Linked DNA regions of Sus scrofa: regions 2, 3, 4 and 5 are each linked to region 1. The links are chromatin contacts, called in public HiChIP or PLAC-seq and promoter capture Hi-C maps. All regions are on one chromosome and are shown on one strand. Each heading gives the region's core, a stretch centred on a gene start, on an enhancer-like site or on the middle of the called end of the contact. The rest is flanking DNA. Distances are from core to core; before and after follow the strand shown. Region 1 holds the start of SPRYD4 (SPRY domain-containing protein 4). Region 2 holds the start of PTGES3 (prostaglandin E synthase 3). Region 3 holds the start of COQ10A (coenzyme Q-binding protein COQ10 homolog A, mitochondrial). Region 4 holds the start of MYL6 (myosin, light chain 6, alkali, smooth muscle and non-muscle). Region 5 holds the start of NACA (nascent polypeptide-associated complex subunit alpha).

Region 1 (2,700 bases), core at 90-2,589:
AGCTTTATGACAATGCCAGCAAATTTGGTGCAGATACATTGAAAGATTTTAGTTAGAGGAGTGCATCATCAGATTTGTGACATAAAATCACTCTGTAGTGTGGACATTGGATTAAAGCAGTCGGATGGAAACTGGAGACCAGTTTATAAGCTACTACATTCATTCATTTATTTAGCTTTATTTTTGGCCGCACCATAGCATATGGAAGTTCCTTGGAGGAGGGATCTGCAGCAGGGACCTGGGCCACAGAGACAATCCATATCCTTAACCACTGCACAACATCAGGAACTCCCAGGTTACATTTAAAACAAAAAAGCCCCAATTCATATCAAGGATAACAGTGGCCTGAGCAAGGGACATATCCACAGCATGGGTGGTTGTAATGCTAAAGCAGGGAAATTTTATTGGGCTGGCCAGCAGAATGTTGAGATCTTGAGGAAACTGGGGCTCTCCCACCTGAAGTGAACAGTCTGAAACGCAGGGATGTAGAATATCAAGAAAATAAAAATGTTAAAAATGTAGGCCCGCCATAATCACCCATCTCCTAAGTTCCATTCTGAACCAAAATAGTGATATTTCTCTGTTGTTAAACCTTCCATTGCCAGCGCTGAAAACACAAAACCAACATTTATAGTACTCAGTATTTATTAGTACAACCACTTACCCAGTGGTTGCTATTTGTCAAGATGTATCCTAGATTGTTCTCTGGTTTAATTTTTACTAGGGCCTGACGGCTAGACATTTTTCTGTTCTACAAGTGAAACCATTAAGGCTTAGAGAAGTTAACTGATTTGCCCAAAGCCAAACAGAGGAGCCGGGTTCGAATCCAATTATTGCTTAATTCTTTTTTGTTGTTGTTGTTGTCTTTTTGCCATTTCTTGGGCCGCTCCCCGCGGCATATGGAGGTTCCCAGGCTAGGGGTCGAATCGGAGCTGTAGCTGCCAGCCTACGCCAGAGCCACAGCAACGCGGGATCCGAGCCGCGTCTGCGACCTACACCACAGCTCACGGCAACGCTGGATCGTCGACCCACTGAGCAAGGGCAGGGACCGAACCCTCAACTGAATGGTTCCTAGTCGGATTCGTTAACCACTGAGCCACGACGGGAACTCCTAATTACTGTTTAATTCTAAGATCTGTACGTCTAGCCATTTTGCTACATCCTTTTTCTAAAGATCCTATTTAGTTAAAACGTGAGCAGCTTTCCTCTCTGCAGAAAAACTTTATAAATTGGACCAAGCACGGGTGAAACCAAACAGAACTCACTAAAATGGCGGCTCCCTGCCAGGCGCTGGCTCCCCTACGTCATCACACCGCGCGACGCCCCTTGCGCGCAACGTGTGATGGGAACCCGCGGGAGGAAAGCAGGGTCTCAGATGGGGGGCGTGTCCTCTTCATCCGGAGCGCAAGATGGCGCTGCCCTTTGCACGTCCACTGTGCCTGTGCCGCTGGGGAGCCAAAAGGTTAGGGATTGCTGCCGCGGAAACCCGCAGAGGTAGGATTACCCCCTTTTATTCTCTTTCACTTCCAAGGTAGTTTCGGTCTGTTATTCTTAGAGCCTGCTCAGAGAAACAACTCCAGTCCCTTCGATTCGTTTCCCCTCCCCCATCTGCGTTGGTCTTGAGATTCCAAACTTGGGACCTTCTCTGGTTTCCTTAAATTCTAGGGCTTTCCCAGTCCAAGCTTTTCGGCTTCTTGGGCTATCCATACTAAAGTGCCCCCACTGTCGTTCTCGCTTGAAATTCTGATTCACGTTTCCTGGTAATCTCATGACTGTCTGCTTCAGATCAGAATATGTGTATGTCGCTAGCTCTAGAGTTCTAGCTCACCTCATTATCCCGTTTCTCTTCTCTGCCCGGCAGGCGTCAGTTTCAAACTGGAAGAAAAGACAGCCCACAGCAGCTTGGCCCTCTTCAAAAGTGACACAGGTGTCAAATATGGCATGGTGGGATTGGAGCCCACAAAATTGGCCCTGAATGTGGAGCGCTTCCGGGAGTGGGCAGTGGTGTTGGCAGACACAGCGATCACCAGTGGCAGACACTACTGGGAGGTGACAGTGAAGCGCTCACAGCAATTCCGGATAGGAGTGGCAGATGTGGACATGTCCCGGGATAGCTGCATCGGTGTTGACGACCGTTCCTGGGTGTTCACCTATGCCCAGCGCAAGTGGCACACCATGTTGGCCAACGAGAAGGCCCCTATTGAGGGCATTGGGCAGCCAGAGAAGGTGGGGCTGCTGCTGGAGTATGAGGCCCAGAAGCTGAGCCTGGTGGATGTGAACCGGGTTGCTGTGGTCCATACACTACAGACAGATTTCCGGGGTCCAGTGGTGCCTGCCTTTGCCCTTTGGGATGGAGAACTGCTGACTCACTCAGGGCTTGAGGTACCAGAAGGCCTCTAATATGTCCATCACTGAAGTCCCTAATCATGCTCTTGGCCAGCCTCCTGCTCAAAAAGTGTCCGAAACCTTTTAATTGTGGCCCAAGCAAGTACCAGCTCCCACCTGTCACTAGTTCAGTGACAGGTCCTCTGTGCAATATCTCAGTCGTCTTTGTTTCCCGTCCTGTGAAAGGTAGGCATACAGCCAGCCACCCTCTCCCCTCCCCCAAACTACTGCCAATTTCCTAGGCTACCATGAATGTACTTTCTCAGACTGTATTCAGTCCTGGAGTCTTACCTTTCAGCTTTGTTAGAATTTATT
Region 2 (2,700 bases), core at 88-2,587, 220 kb after region 1:
GGCGGGCTAGACCTGGGTTCCCAGAATGCACCGCGCGGGCAGAGCGACTCCTCCGGTCGGGGAGAAAAGGAAAGTGTAGGAAAAGGGGCGCGAGAACGGAGAATGAACGTGCGTGCGTGCGAGCGAGGGGTGGTGAGGCCGGGCGGCGGCTGGTGACGCAGCAAAATGCCCGGGCCCAGCCGCCGCGCGTGCGCACTCTTTGTTTTCGGGCTCCTGCGCGGCTTTCTAGAGATATCTACGGAAAGGGCGGGGCTTCCCAGCTCCTTCGCGATCCTTCCCGGGGCTGGCCCCGCCCCACGTCGGCTGCCTCCGGCTCGACTGGTTCCCGCCGCTTTGCCCGCTCCCCCCTCCTCGCGGTGGAAACCGTTGGTCGCCTAACCGCCCTGCCACGCGCCTTGGGCGATCTCCCCGAGAAACTGTCGCGTTAACCGAGGGAGGAAGGCCGAGGCGGATGGACGCAGAGTCTGGAGGCTTGAAAAGTGAAATAGGGGATCGGTTACTTGAGGGAGTACATCGGCTCACTGAGAAAACAGTCTACGGCAAAAAGATGGGCAAAGCCTCCGCTGGTGATATTTGAGGGAAAGGGCTAACCTGAGTCACAGGCCTGGGTCCTCCTCGCCGTCTTTCTGAGGGGTGGAGAACCTGTCCAGGGGCCGCGGAAATTCGAGGTCTTTGGCTGACCGGCATTCGCACCTGCTTTGATGCGAGAGGAAAGTTATTAAATGAGTCTAAGTTTGCGGGAATGGAGAGACCAGGACACTTGGAGTCTCCAGGCTGATCCTGTAGGGGAGGGGGGAAACCTCATCTTTTTTCAGCTGTTACCTGGTTAGGTGCTAATGGGTGTTACTAACCAAGAGAATCAAAATGGTAACTTGTCCACTCTAGAAATCGCTTAGCCGGGAAGTAAGGGAGAAATACATCAATACGCTGCTTGTTAGGACACAGAGGAGGTTTAAGGAAAGTGCCGTAAGACATTTTGGAGAGTGTTTGGAAGCTTCATATGCAGCATTAATTAGTGTCTATGCTATGCAAGGCAGGTGTTGGGAACTACAGACATTGGACCCTAGGCTCCAATCCTGTTAAAGAAAGTTAAACCCCAGCTCTCAAATACTGTGATTCTGGAGTTCCATTGTGGCTCAGCAATAACAAACTGGATTATCCATGAGGATGCGGGTTCGATCCTTAGCCTCAGTGGGTTAAGGGTGGGGAGCTGCCATCAGCTGTGGTGTAGGTTGCAGATTGCGGCTCAGATCTGGCCTTGCTGTGGCTGTGGGTAGGCCAGCAACTACAGCTCTGATTTGACCCCTAGCCTGGCAGCTTCCATATACTGCCCACGTAGCCCTTTAAAAAAAAAAAAAAAAAAAATACTGTCATTCTAAGGAGCCTACTGCTTATTTCGGAAAACAAAATACATCAAGATGTTTGAGTCTGGAGTTCCTTTCCTGGCTCAGCAGAAACGAACTGGATTAGGATCCATGTGGATGCGAGTTTGATCCTTGACCTTGCTCAGTGGGTTAAGGATCCAGCTTTGCGGTCAGCTGGGGTGTAGGTTGCAGACAAGGCTCAGACCCCAAGTTGCAGTGGTGTGGTGAAGGCCAGCAGCTACAACTCCAATTCCACTGGTAGCCTCTTTTTAGGGCTGCTCCCGCGGCATATGGAGGTTCCCAGACTAGAGGTTGAAATCTGAGCTGCAGCTGCCCGGCCTACAGCACAGCCATAGTAACGCCAGATCCTTAACCCACTGAGTGAGGCCAGGGATAGAACCTGCTTCCTCATGGATACTAGACAGGTTCGTTTCTGCTGAGCCACTATGGGAACTCTGATTTTCTTTTTCAACCCTTTAAAAATGTAAAAATCATTCTTGAAGGCCATGCAAAGATTAGTGGTTGCAGAAAGTTTACCAATCTCTGACCTAGGTAATCCAGAGTGTAGAGGGAAGGTAGGTCATAAATAATGGTGGCACTAATTATCAGGCTAATTGTTTTTGACTTATTTCTATGACAGTGGGAAGCTATTGAAGTTTTTTTGAATGGGAGTAACATTTGTGTTCTAAAAAGATTAATTTGGCAACAACATAAGATGAACTGAAAATGGAACTGAATTGAAGATAGGCATTTAAAAGTCTGCAACCTGAAAAAACTGGCAATTTCCCCTATCAAGTGCTGTGAGAAAAACTGCCTTTCACACAAGAAATTTCTGAAAATTCAAATCCATTGCATCATAATTTATAGTTTATTTACTACTCCCATTGGATATATTTCAAAGGATTTCATGTTAGTGTAGCTCTGGAAGTGGCTCCTCAGAAGTTTCACAGATAACTTGTAATCTGGTTTTATCCATGCCTTTAATCTCATCCATTAGCTGATGGGAGCTAACTGTATCAGATCTCTTTTTCAAATTCATCAAAAAGTTCTGTATCCAGTAGGGAGCAAAATCTAGATTCAAACATGTATGGTTAGGGTTTTGGGGAGAGAAGTCTGCCACCTGAATTGGCAGAAAGAAAGTACTTGGTATTAGATTCATTTCACAACTTTAATTTTTTTTGGGGGGGGCTGCACTCCGGCATATGGAAGTTCCCAGGCCAGGGATCAAATCTGAGCCGCAGCTGGAACCTACACCAGAGTTGTGGCAATGACAGATCCTTAATGACAGATCCACAGTGGGAACGCCAGACAAATTTAATCTTAACAGTTTCCTGAG
Region 3 (2,700 bases), core at 106-2,605, 140 kb before region 1:
GGAGAGATGGAGAGTTTATATCTGTCCCCAGTCCCCTGTTTCTGGACAAGATATCTCTGTTCCATACAACAATTAGACCCCAAAGTAACAGTCTTTGTTTTTCTTTTGGCAGTTACCCCCAGCAGGTGTTCTTATGCCAGCAGGTGGAACACGTGCCTTAGCAGAGACCCAAGCTGTTGTAGTGACAATGGCTGTATCCTTAACCTCTTGAGCCACAAGAGAACTCCTTTTCTGGGGGGAGGGGGCATCTGCAGCATATGGGAGTTCACAGGCTAGGGGTCGAGTCAGAGCTGCAGCTGCCAGCCACAGCCACAGCAACACAGGATCCAAGCCATCTCTTGGACCTACAACCACAGCTCATGGCAACGCTGGATCCTTAACCCACTTAGCAAGGCCAGGGATCAAATCCTCATCCTCATGGATGCTAGCTGTATCCCCTCACCCTCACAACACTACTCAGCTAAAGATTTCCTGAATGTGGAGGGCATGGCTAAAGATTTATGCTCTGGAGTTCCCATTGTGGCGCAGTGGTTGATGAATCCGACTAGGAACCATGAGGTTGCGGGTTCAATCCCTGCCCTTGCTCAGTGGGTTAACGATCCGGTGTTGCCGTGAGCTGTGGCGTAGGTCGCAGACGCGGCTGGGATCCTGCCCTGCTGTGGCTCTGGCTTAGGCTGGCGGCCACAGCTCCGATTGGACCCCTAGCCTGGGAACCTCCATATGCCGCAGGAGCGGCCCAAGAAATGGCAAAAAGACACACACACACACAAAAAAAAGATTTATGCTCTAAAGACTAAAGCAGAGAGGCTTGAATTGCACTGCAATAGCATAAACATCTTTTTCTTTCTTTTTCTTTTCTTTTTTTTTTTTTTTTTGGCTGTACCTACAGTTCTCCGGCCAGAGATCGAACCCTGCCACCTGAGCTGCAGTGACAATGCTGAATCCTTAACCCACTGAGATACAAGAGAACTCCCTCTATAAATATCAAAAGAGAAAACTACGCAAACTCTTATCCCAGAGCTTGGAAGGTTAATTTAATTTTCTTTCTCAAAGATACTAGGCACTATGGAGGCTACAAAGATCAAAGGAACTTCTAACTATAAACAAGGCAAAATATGGTAAAGGTTCTAAGAAAAACATTCAGAAGACCCACGGGCTTCTGCAGTCGACAGGCCCATGAAGTCGCCTCTGTGCTTATGTATCAAGTCTGTGACTACGGACTCGCTAAATTAGTTTCCCTGGCGACCTCGTTCTGCATCCTTTCAAACACTAACTCCAGCTCCCTTTTCTCGCCAGAGGTGCGAAACTACATCTCCCGACAGGCCGCGTGGTCCCCTTCCTTCCCCCCTCTCCGGGTCCTGAGCCATGGCAACAGCGTGACGTGGGGGTACTGAGAGCCGCGGGAGCAGCGGTCGCGGCTTCAGTTCTAGGCTACCCAGTCGCCCGGGCGGGAGGAGCCGCCGGCCCGGCCCTCGGGGGCCCTGAACTCGCCCAGCGATCGCTTCCCTCCGCTCTTCCTCTGGAGTGAGGAAGGCGCAGCGGGTATCAGAGCCAAAAGGGCAAGGGAGGGTCGCGCGCATGGCCTCGGCGGGCGCGCGGCGGCTCCCGGCGGGTACGCGCGCCGCTGCCCGGGGTTGCGGTGGCTTCTCTGTGCGCCCGGCCCCGCCCCCGGGCCCTCTGCGACCGCCAGGACCAATGAGGTGAGACGGTGGTGCGGGAGGCAGCGCGCGAGCAAAGAGGGTCTTCCAGTACCCCGAAGTTCCGTGATGGAGGGTTGCGAGTCTGGCTGCAAGCGCAGCGTGGACGGCAGCGGCACCGTGGCATCTAATGCAGAGCTTTGGGGACTCTTTTGCGAGTTTTTCGCGAGGCGGAGTCCCCAGGGTGGGTACCGAACCACTTCTTGCCCCTCATGGGCATCCTGCACCAATGCGGTTGGCGAGGCTCAGCGGACTATGATGTTTCTTTAGAGCCCTCGCATTCAGCAACAGCGTACCCTCCAGTCTAAGGCAACTGGAGCTTCGCACGCACCCCGCTTTTTCCCATCTCCTCTCTGGGCACTGTCCTCAGCCGCCCTCGACCTTTTCGCACTCGTGACTGCCTGGCTGGGGAGCTTGGCGGGCTGCAGCAGGTGCTAGGGGGAAAGCTTGTCTGGACGACCTTCCTCGGGGATATGCCCCTCTTCACTTTCACCTGGTTGAGGAACACAAGGAAAGATTCGTGACGTTTCTCTCTCCTTTCCTTTTGGCCTTAGATTTCTGATGTCCTGCAGCCTCTTCTTGCCCCGGGCTGTCCAGGTCTTGGCGGCTGAGGCTGACTTATCTCCCAGACGTTCCTTTATGGGCTTTGCTGCCCCCTTCACCAACAAGCGAAAGGCTTACTCCGAGCGTAGGATCATGGGGTGAGCATCCTCTCCTGTTTAGCTTCTCTGCACATTCCCTTTCCCTCTAAACAAAAAACTATGTCCTGGCTAGAACATAAGGATGGCGATAGGGGGCAGGATTCATCCCTGGCCATCCCATTCTCCCCAGCTATATTACCGATCCTTTATCCTCCTCTGTCGGCCTTAATTTCCCCCTTCTTTGTTGCTGTGCATTAAGTGAAATGTGACTAGAGTTGGACAACATGACAACAGGGTATTATTTCTCTGCTGACCTGACTTTATTATTCTGAGCACAATATGAGCTAACACTTTTTTTTAGG
Region 4 (2,700 bases), core at 13-2,512, 250 kb before region 1:
GGTTAGCCAAGCAGGCAGAGCCAGGGAGGGATTACTGTCCTGGAGGTCATGGGCAGAAGACCGAGAAGGTCAGAGCCTGCTTCTGGGGTACAGATGCCTCCCAAAGGGCAGAGGAAAGGGGATGAGATGGGAGATCTGAGCTTCTATTTTGGAAGAGATGGTTGGCCTCTGTGATATGGTATGTGTCTCTTAATCCTCTGAAATTCAGTTTCCTTGTCTGTGGAGCTTTCACCAGGTGTAACTGAGGTGAAATGGAAAGCAAGATGCTGGGAGGCATTCAAGGCATGCGCATTACAAGGACAGGATTCTCTTGGGGGACTGTTGCTATGGGCAAGTCTCCAGGGTGGGAGAAGAGGTACCACCCAGAAGAATGAGGCCTGGGTTGATGAGGGAGGGAAGGCAGGGGCTAAAACGCTGTGTCTGGGGTTTAGGAGAGAGGATGACTGAAGAGGAGGTGGAGACAGTTCTGGCAGGACATGAGGACAGCAACGGCTGCATCAACTATGAAGGTGAGCGGCTAGGAGCTGAAGAGACAGGGGAAGAGGGGAAGCATGAGGCTCCTCGTATGTGGGGGCGCGTCCTGTGGCCCAAATTATCTAAAGTCAGATGGATTATCAAGACCATCTTCTGAAGCCCCTCTTGCCTCCTCTCTCTGCAGCCTTCCTGAAGCACATCCTGAGCGTCTGAGCTCTACAGGTAGGGCCCTCCCACTTCGCCTTGTGAGGCCAGCCTGCTTCCCTTCCCTCTACCAGAGACATACGTTTCCACGTCCTGCTGCGCGCTTGAGCTCCAGGATTTGGCAACGTTCATCTTTTTCCACAGGTGCAGTGGGGCTCGACAAGGAGTCCCCCTACCCCTCGCGGGCGAAAGCAAGTTCCTGCCGCTAGGAGGCCACCTATTGTTTCAAAATAAAGTGACGGTTCCTCCCCTAAACCTCCGACTCTTGCTTTCTTCAGAGGTGGGGGAGGGAAGGAAGGAAAGGGAGGGATCTCCTCTCCCAAATCCGACATCCCCCGATTTTCCTGCGGCTCGCAGGAGGAGATTCCTTGCGCCCCACCCCACCCTCCTCTGCGGTTTCTGTGCCCCGGGTAGGACTATTCTGAAAAATGAGCCGCAGCGGGCCCCGCCCACCTCCTTACTAATGTAGCAGCAGCATCTGCATAAGACCGGGCCAGGATCCCTATTGGCTGGGTCAACGGAGGGTGACGTCATTGGGACGTACTAAGACTAGGGTTGGGCCGAGAACCGGAGCCATTACTGCAGGAAAAGGTCCCGCAGAGCCAAGCAGTCAAGATGGTGGGGCCCGGGGCTGGGAGGATGAGCGGGATTGGGGGCGAGAGGCGGGAAGCCGGGGGTAGGGGGCGAAGAGAAGGCAGAAGGTAGGGGGCAAAGGGACTTGAGGGTTGGAGGTGGGGTTGGAGATGTTGAGAGCCTGCCCTGCTGGGAAGCGAGAGTGCCCAGGATGGAACAGGAGTTCGTGGTTCAGAGTTCTTGGGACGGGGCTGGAAGCTTGGGGGATTGGAGTTAAGATGCTGATCGCTCCCCTCTTCTCCGAGCAGTGTGACTTCACCGAGGACCAGACCGCAGGTAGGTAATCTCTGACCCCGCTGAGGTCATGCTTAGGGAGAGGGACATTCCTTCTAGCACCTACCCCCTACCTGTCATTTCTTCAGCACCCACAAGGGAGTACCTCGTGGATTCCCTTCTCCCTCCTTCTGGGCCTCCATTTTCTTTTCTCAATCTTTCTTCCTCCCTCCCTTTCTACTCTAGATCTGAGCCCCAAGCACCGGGTGAGTTCTGTAGGTGGTGTGAGCATGTGAAACAGCTTGGCCACCAATGTCTGCCGTGTGTGGGGCTCGGGAGTGATGTATTAAGCTGCTTGTGCTCCTCTGTTCCTTAATCACCTCCTTCTGCCTCTTCTCTCCTCCTGTGCTAACTTTCCCCCTCCCCCAGCTTGGAATTGTGAAGGTTGTAAGAAGCAGTGACCTGTTGTTTTGCTGGTACAGGGGAGTTTGTTGAGGACGCTTCTTTGCAGCTATACTCTCTGAAAGATTTCTTTCTGTACTGAAGGGGTGAGAGTGGCAGGCTGGGATGACCCCAGTCCCAGGCTGCTGCTCCCACTTCCTTATAAGGACAAGGCCCAGACTGGGCGGTGGCAAATTCCTGCCCTGAGTACTGTAGTGAGGAGGCTGGGCAGGCTTGCTGTAGGCAGAGGGGGTATGGAAATGGCAGTTACCACTCTGCCAGGGCTTGAGGAGAGCTGTCTTTATGTGGGACACCTGAGTTGGGAAGAAGGGACACTAGATCCCTCTTAGAGGGCTTGGGTGTACAGTGGTATAAATATCTGGTTTCCTCAGCGTGATTAAAGTTGAATGGGCAACGGGGACTGTGAGGGAGGGTTTGGGTTCATCTGTGCCTGCCAGGTGCTGATGTTTATCCGAATCCTCAGAGTTCAAGGAGGCCTTCCAGCTGTTTGACCGAACAGGGGATGGCAAGATCCTGTACAGCCAGTGTGGGGACGTGATGAGGGCCCTGGGCCAGAACCCCACCAACGCCGAGGTGCTCAAGGTCCTGGGGAACCCCAAGAGTGATGGTAAGAGTCCTCAGAACAACCTGCTCAGCATGGTGGCAGGCCCGCAGTCTCCGGCTAATAGCTTCCTTTTATCTTCCTAGGCCCTGAACTCAAGCAGGTCTTGTCTA
Region 5 (2,700 bases), core at 84-2,583, 250 kb after region 1:
AATACTCTTGAATCTCAAATATACTTTATTCCACTCCCTAAGGAAGTCCCTTCAAGACATTCACTATCAGGTGCTCCCCGTCTTTAATAGAGTTAACACTAAAAGACTGAAGTGTATTGTCTTCGTCATGTTACCACCAAATGGTTTTAGGGTCAATCTTAATTAACAAGGATCTAGGGGAACCTACCTGTCTCAGCCTGGGGCTGTGGCAACTCCTGCTCTGTAGCAGGAACGGTTTCTGTGGCTTCACCGGGCATTTCTGAAGGAAGGGAATAAAAAGGAGGCCTGAATTGACTCGGATCCGTTCTGCTGCCCAACCCAGTCAAATACTCTTTAAAATTTTGCATAAGACGGGTGTTCGGGAGAACCCTCCCCACACTGGTGAGAAATACGACGTAATCCTCTGATGAAGAGAATCACCTTCTATTATCGCTTTTTCACTCCCACAAAGCGGATTTCTCAGTACCCAGGAATTTGTTTCATTCAACACTCCAAATCCTACAGAGCAGCAATCATCGCTGCATTCTCAATCCGAGGGAGAGAATCCCCGTCAGGCTCCCTAGCATGGGAGACGGAAGACGCTATACTGAACCACCTCTCCCTCCTCACCCCCTCTCCTGGGTCACGACCTCCAGGACTCCCGTCTGCCCGACTTTCGGGAACCAGGAGAGGAAAGGTGACCTCAGTCCCAATATTCACTTGTCACACTAAAGAAGGGTGTGTGTGTGTTGGGGGGGAATGTTCCAACGCTATGACCCCTCAACCTCCTCTGGGTCCTCGTGAAGCCGTTTCCAACAGCAGACGCACCCCACTTCCATCCCCACAGCCGCAATGGCTCCCATTTACCCAGCCCTGGACTCCCGGCTCACGGCCTTTCTGCCCTACTGCCAGGATATAAACAGCAGACCCCATTTTGTCCGGGGGCCCCAAGGCCACACTGCCCAGGGCAGAGTAGGAACCCGGTGGCCCCATAAAACCTCCAGTTCGCCTTAGCTGATAGTCCTCGGGACGGCTCAGCCAGCAAGAAAGGCGGATGGCTGCGGATAAAAGTAGTGGCGAAGACAGCACTTACTGTGCGGGGAACGCGGAACCAAGATGGCGGCAGAAAGAGAGCGAGCGAGAGCGTGACCCACGCCTGTTGCAGAAGGAAGCCTGGCGGAGGGGGCGGGGCCAGGATCCGATTCCGGGTCAGGAGCTGCCTGTAGTCACTTCCTACCAGTGAGCCGTCCGGCTGTTCCCCGGGAAGGGTGGTGACAAGGTCTAAATAAGGGTAAGAATTCAGAACGCGACGCGCTGGCCTGGCAGGAACTCTGCTCCGAGCCGTGTAGTCCTTAGATAGCCGACACCTTCCTGTCCCCCAGGTCGAGGGATTTTTGATACGCGAAGGGCAACTGTGTGAGAAACAACCTTTGCTTTCCTGTTGGCAATGTAGCCCACTGCGGTGTTACTACTGACTTCCTTTTCTCAGGAAGGAATGTAGGAAAACGTGAGGTATTAAATAATATTCCAATGCCACAGAGATTGTTCACACCACTGGAAGGTAGCTGAGACTTAGGTTAACCCTCGATTGTCTTATTTTTGGAGTATATAATTTAGACTGAAATTATCAAGGCATAAATTCCCCTCACAAAAAACGAGCATAGGCACACATACAATTCTTTTTGCCTCTATTTTGGACACTTTATCTTGAAACACATCTGTTCTAGAGGCTCAGGACCCCACACTTTACAAAGTAAGTTTTTTTTTTTTTGTTTGTTTTTTTTTTTGGTCTTTTTAGAGCCACACCCACAGCATATGGAGGTTCCCAGGCTAGGGGTCTAATCAGAGCTGTAACTGCTGGCCTACACCGCGGCCACAACACCAGATCAGAGCCGCATCTGCGACCTACACCACAGCTCATGGCAACGCCGGATCCTAACCCACTGAGGGAGGCCAGGGATTGAACCCGCAACCTCATGGTTCCAAGTTGGATTCGTTTTCGCTGCGCCACTAAGGGAACTCCCAAAAGTAGGAGTTTGTTTTTGTTTTTGTCTTTTTGCCATTTCTTGGGCCGCTCCTGCGGCATATGGAGGTTCCCAGGCTAGGGGTCGAATCGGAGCTGTAGCTGCCAGCCTACACCAGAGCCACAACAACGCAGGATCCGAGCCGCGTCTGCGACCTACACCACAGCTCACGGCGACGCTGGATCTTTAACCCACTGAGCGAGGCCAGGGATCGAACCCTCAACCTCATGGTTCCTAGTCAGATTTGTTAACCACTGCACCACGACGGGAACTCCAAAAGTAGGAGTTTTGAAAGGTAGATTGTAACAAGTGTTTTGTAAATGAAAAGGCTAGGGTATTGATTCCAATATCCTTTCTCCAAAAGGACGCAACAATTACTAAATCAGCCAACGCTACTTGAGCTACTGGCTTTAAGACAATTTTGGCTGCCTTTTAAGATAAGCAGAGCACTTAAATGTACTGAAAACTACTTTAAATTTTCTGGTATTTTGCCATAATAAACTGAGGCTTAGGGTTAATGAATTAGGATTAAATGAAAAAGAGGAGTTTATCAGGAATGAAAAATTCTGACATTTTCTTCAAATAGGAGAAGCGATGTTGTGGATATGAATATGAATTTTATTTTTATTACAGCATAGTTGATTTGCAGTGTTGTGTCAATTTCTGCTGTATAGCATAGTGACCCAGTCATACATAT

Evidence for each region. Promoter capture Hi-C pulls out the DNA fragments that hold promoters and counts their contacts. HiChIP or PLAC-seq counts read pairs in DNA pulled down with a chosen protein or histone mark.
Region 2: an H3K27ac HiChIP or PLAC-seq map of alveolar macrophages shows a contact between it and region 1. The contact joins the promoter of PTGES3 here to the promoter of SPRYD4 in region 1. A contact is called at or near these places in 2 of 5 promoter capture datasets (fetal skeletal muscle and liver) and 1 of 2 datasets of contacts at active chromatin or transcription factors (alveolar macrophages).
Region 3: a promoter capture Hi-C map of fetal liver shows a contact between it and region 1, with 2.8 times the contacts expected there. The contact joins the promoter of COQ10A here to the promoter of SPRYD4 in region 1. A contact is called at or near these places in 2 of 5 promoter capture datasets (fetal liver and liver), 8 of 47 Hi-C or Micro-C datasets (alveolar macrophages, blood, embryonic fibroblasts and 5 more) and 2 of 2 datasets of contacts at active chromatin or transcription factors (alveolar macrophages and skeletal muscle).
Region 4: a contact with region 1 is called in an H3K27ac HiChIP or PLAC-seq map of alveolar macrophages. The contact joins the promoter of MYL6 here to the promoter of SPRYD4 in region 1. A contact is called at or near these places in 1 of 5 promoter capture datasets (liver) and 1 of 2 datasets of contacts at active chromatin or transcription factors (alveolar macrophages).
Region 5: a contact with region 1 is called in an H3K27ac HiChIP or PLAC-seq map of alveolar macrophages. The contact joins the promoter of NACA here to the promoter of SPRYD4 in region 1. A contact is called at or near these places in 1 of 5 promoter capture datasets (liver) and 1 of 2 datasets of contacts at active chromatin or transcription factors (alveolar macrophages).

What each region holds. Positions count from the first base shown.
Region 1 is chr5:21,803,006-21,805,705 of Sscrofa11.1, forward strand. It overlaps SPRYD4 (SPRY domain-containing protein 4), which reads left to right and starts at 1,340. Exons shown (of 4, transcript XR_002344303.1): 1 at 1,340-1,494; 2 at 1,862-2,571. It overlaps MIP (lens fiber major intrinsic protein), which reads right to left and starts at 1,959. Exons shown (of 6, transcript XM_021092895.1): 1 at 1,829-1,959.
Region 2 is chr5:22,021,493-22,024,192 of Sscrofa11.1, forward strand. It overlaps PTGES3 (prostaglandin E synthase 3), which reads right to left and starts at 1,338. Exons shown (of 8, transcript XR_002344304.1): 1 at 1-1,338.
Region 3 is chr5:21,663,897-21,666,596 of Sscrofa11.1, forward strand. It overlaps COQ10A (coenzyme Q-binding protein COQ10 homolog A, mitochondrial), which reads left to right and starts at 1,356. Exons shown (of 5, transcript XM_003126267.4): 1 at 1,356-1,700; 2 at 2,252-2,398. The coding sequence starts at 1,579.
Region 4 is chr5:21,558,063-21,560,762 of Sscrofa11.1, forward strand. MYL6 (myosin, light chain 6, alkali, smooth muscle and non-muscle) reads left to right here and starts at 1,263. Exons shown (of 7, transcript NM_001163997.1): 1 at 1,263-1,296; 2 at 1,560-1,587; 3 at 2,450-2,593. The coding sequence starts at 1,294. MYL6B (myosin light chain 6B) reads left to right here. Exons shown (of 8, transcript XM_003126266.3): 6 at 432-509; 7 at 659-696; 8 at 823-933. The coding sequence ends at 687.
Region 5 is chr5:22,056,763-22,059,462 of Sscrofa11.1, forward strand. NACA (nascent polypeptide-associated complex subunit alpha) reads right to left here and starts at 1,334. Exons shown (of 9, transcript XR_002343981.1): 1 at 1,073-1,334; 2 at 188-285.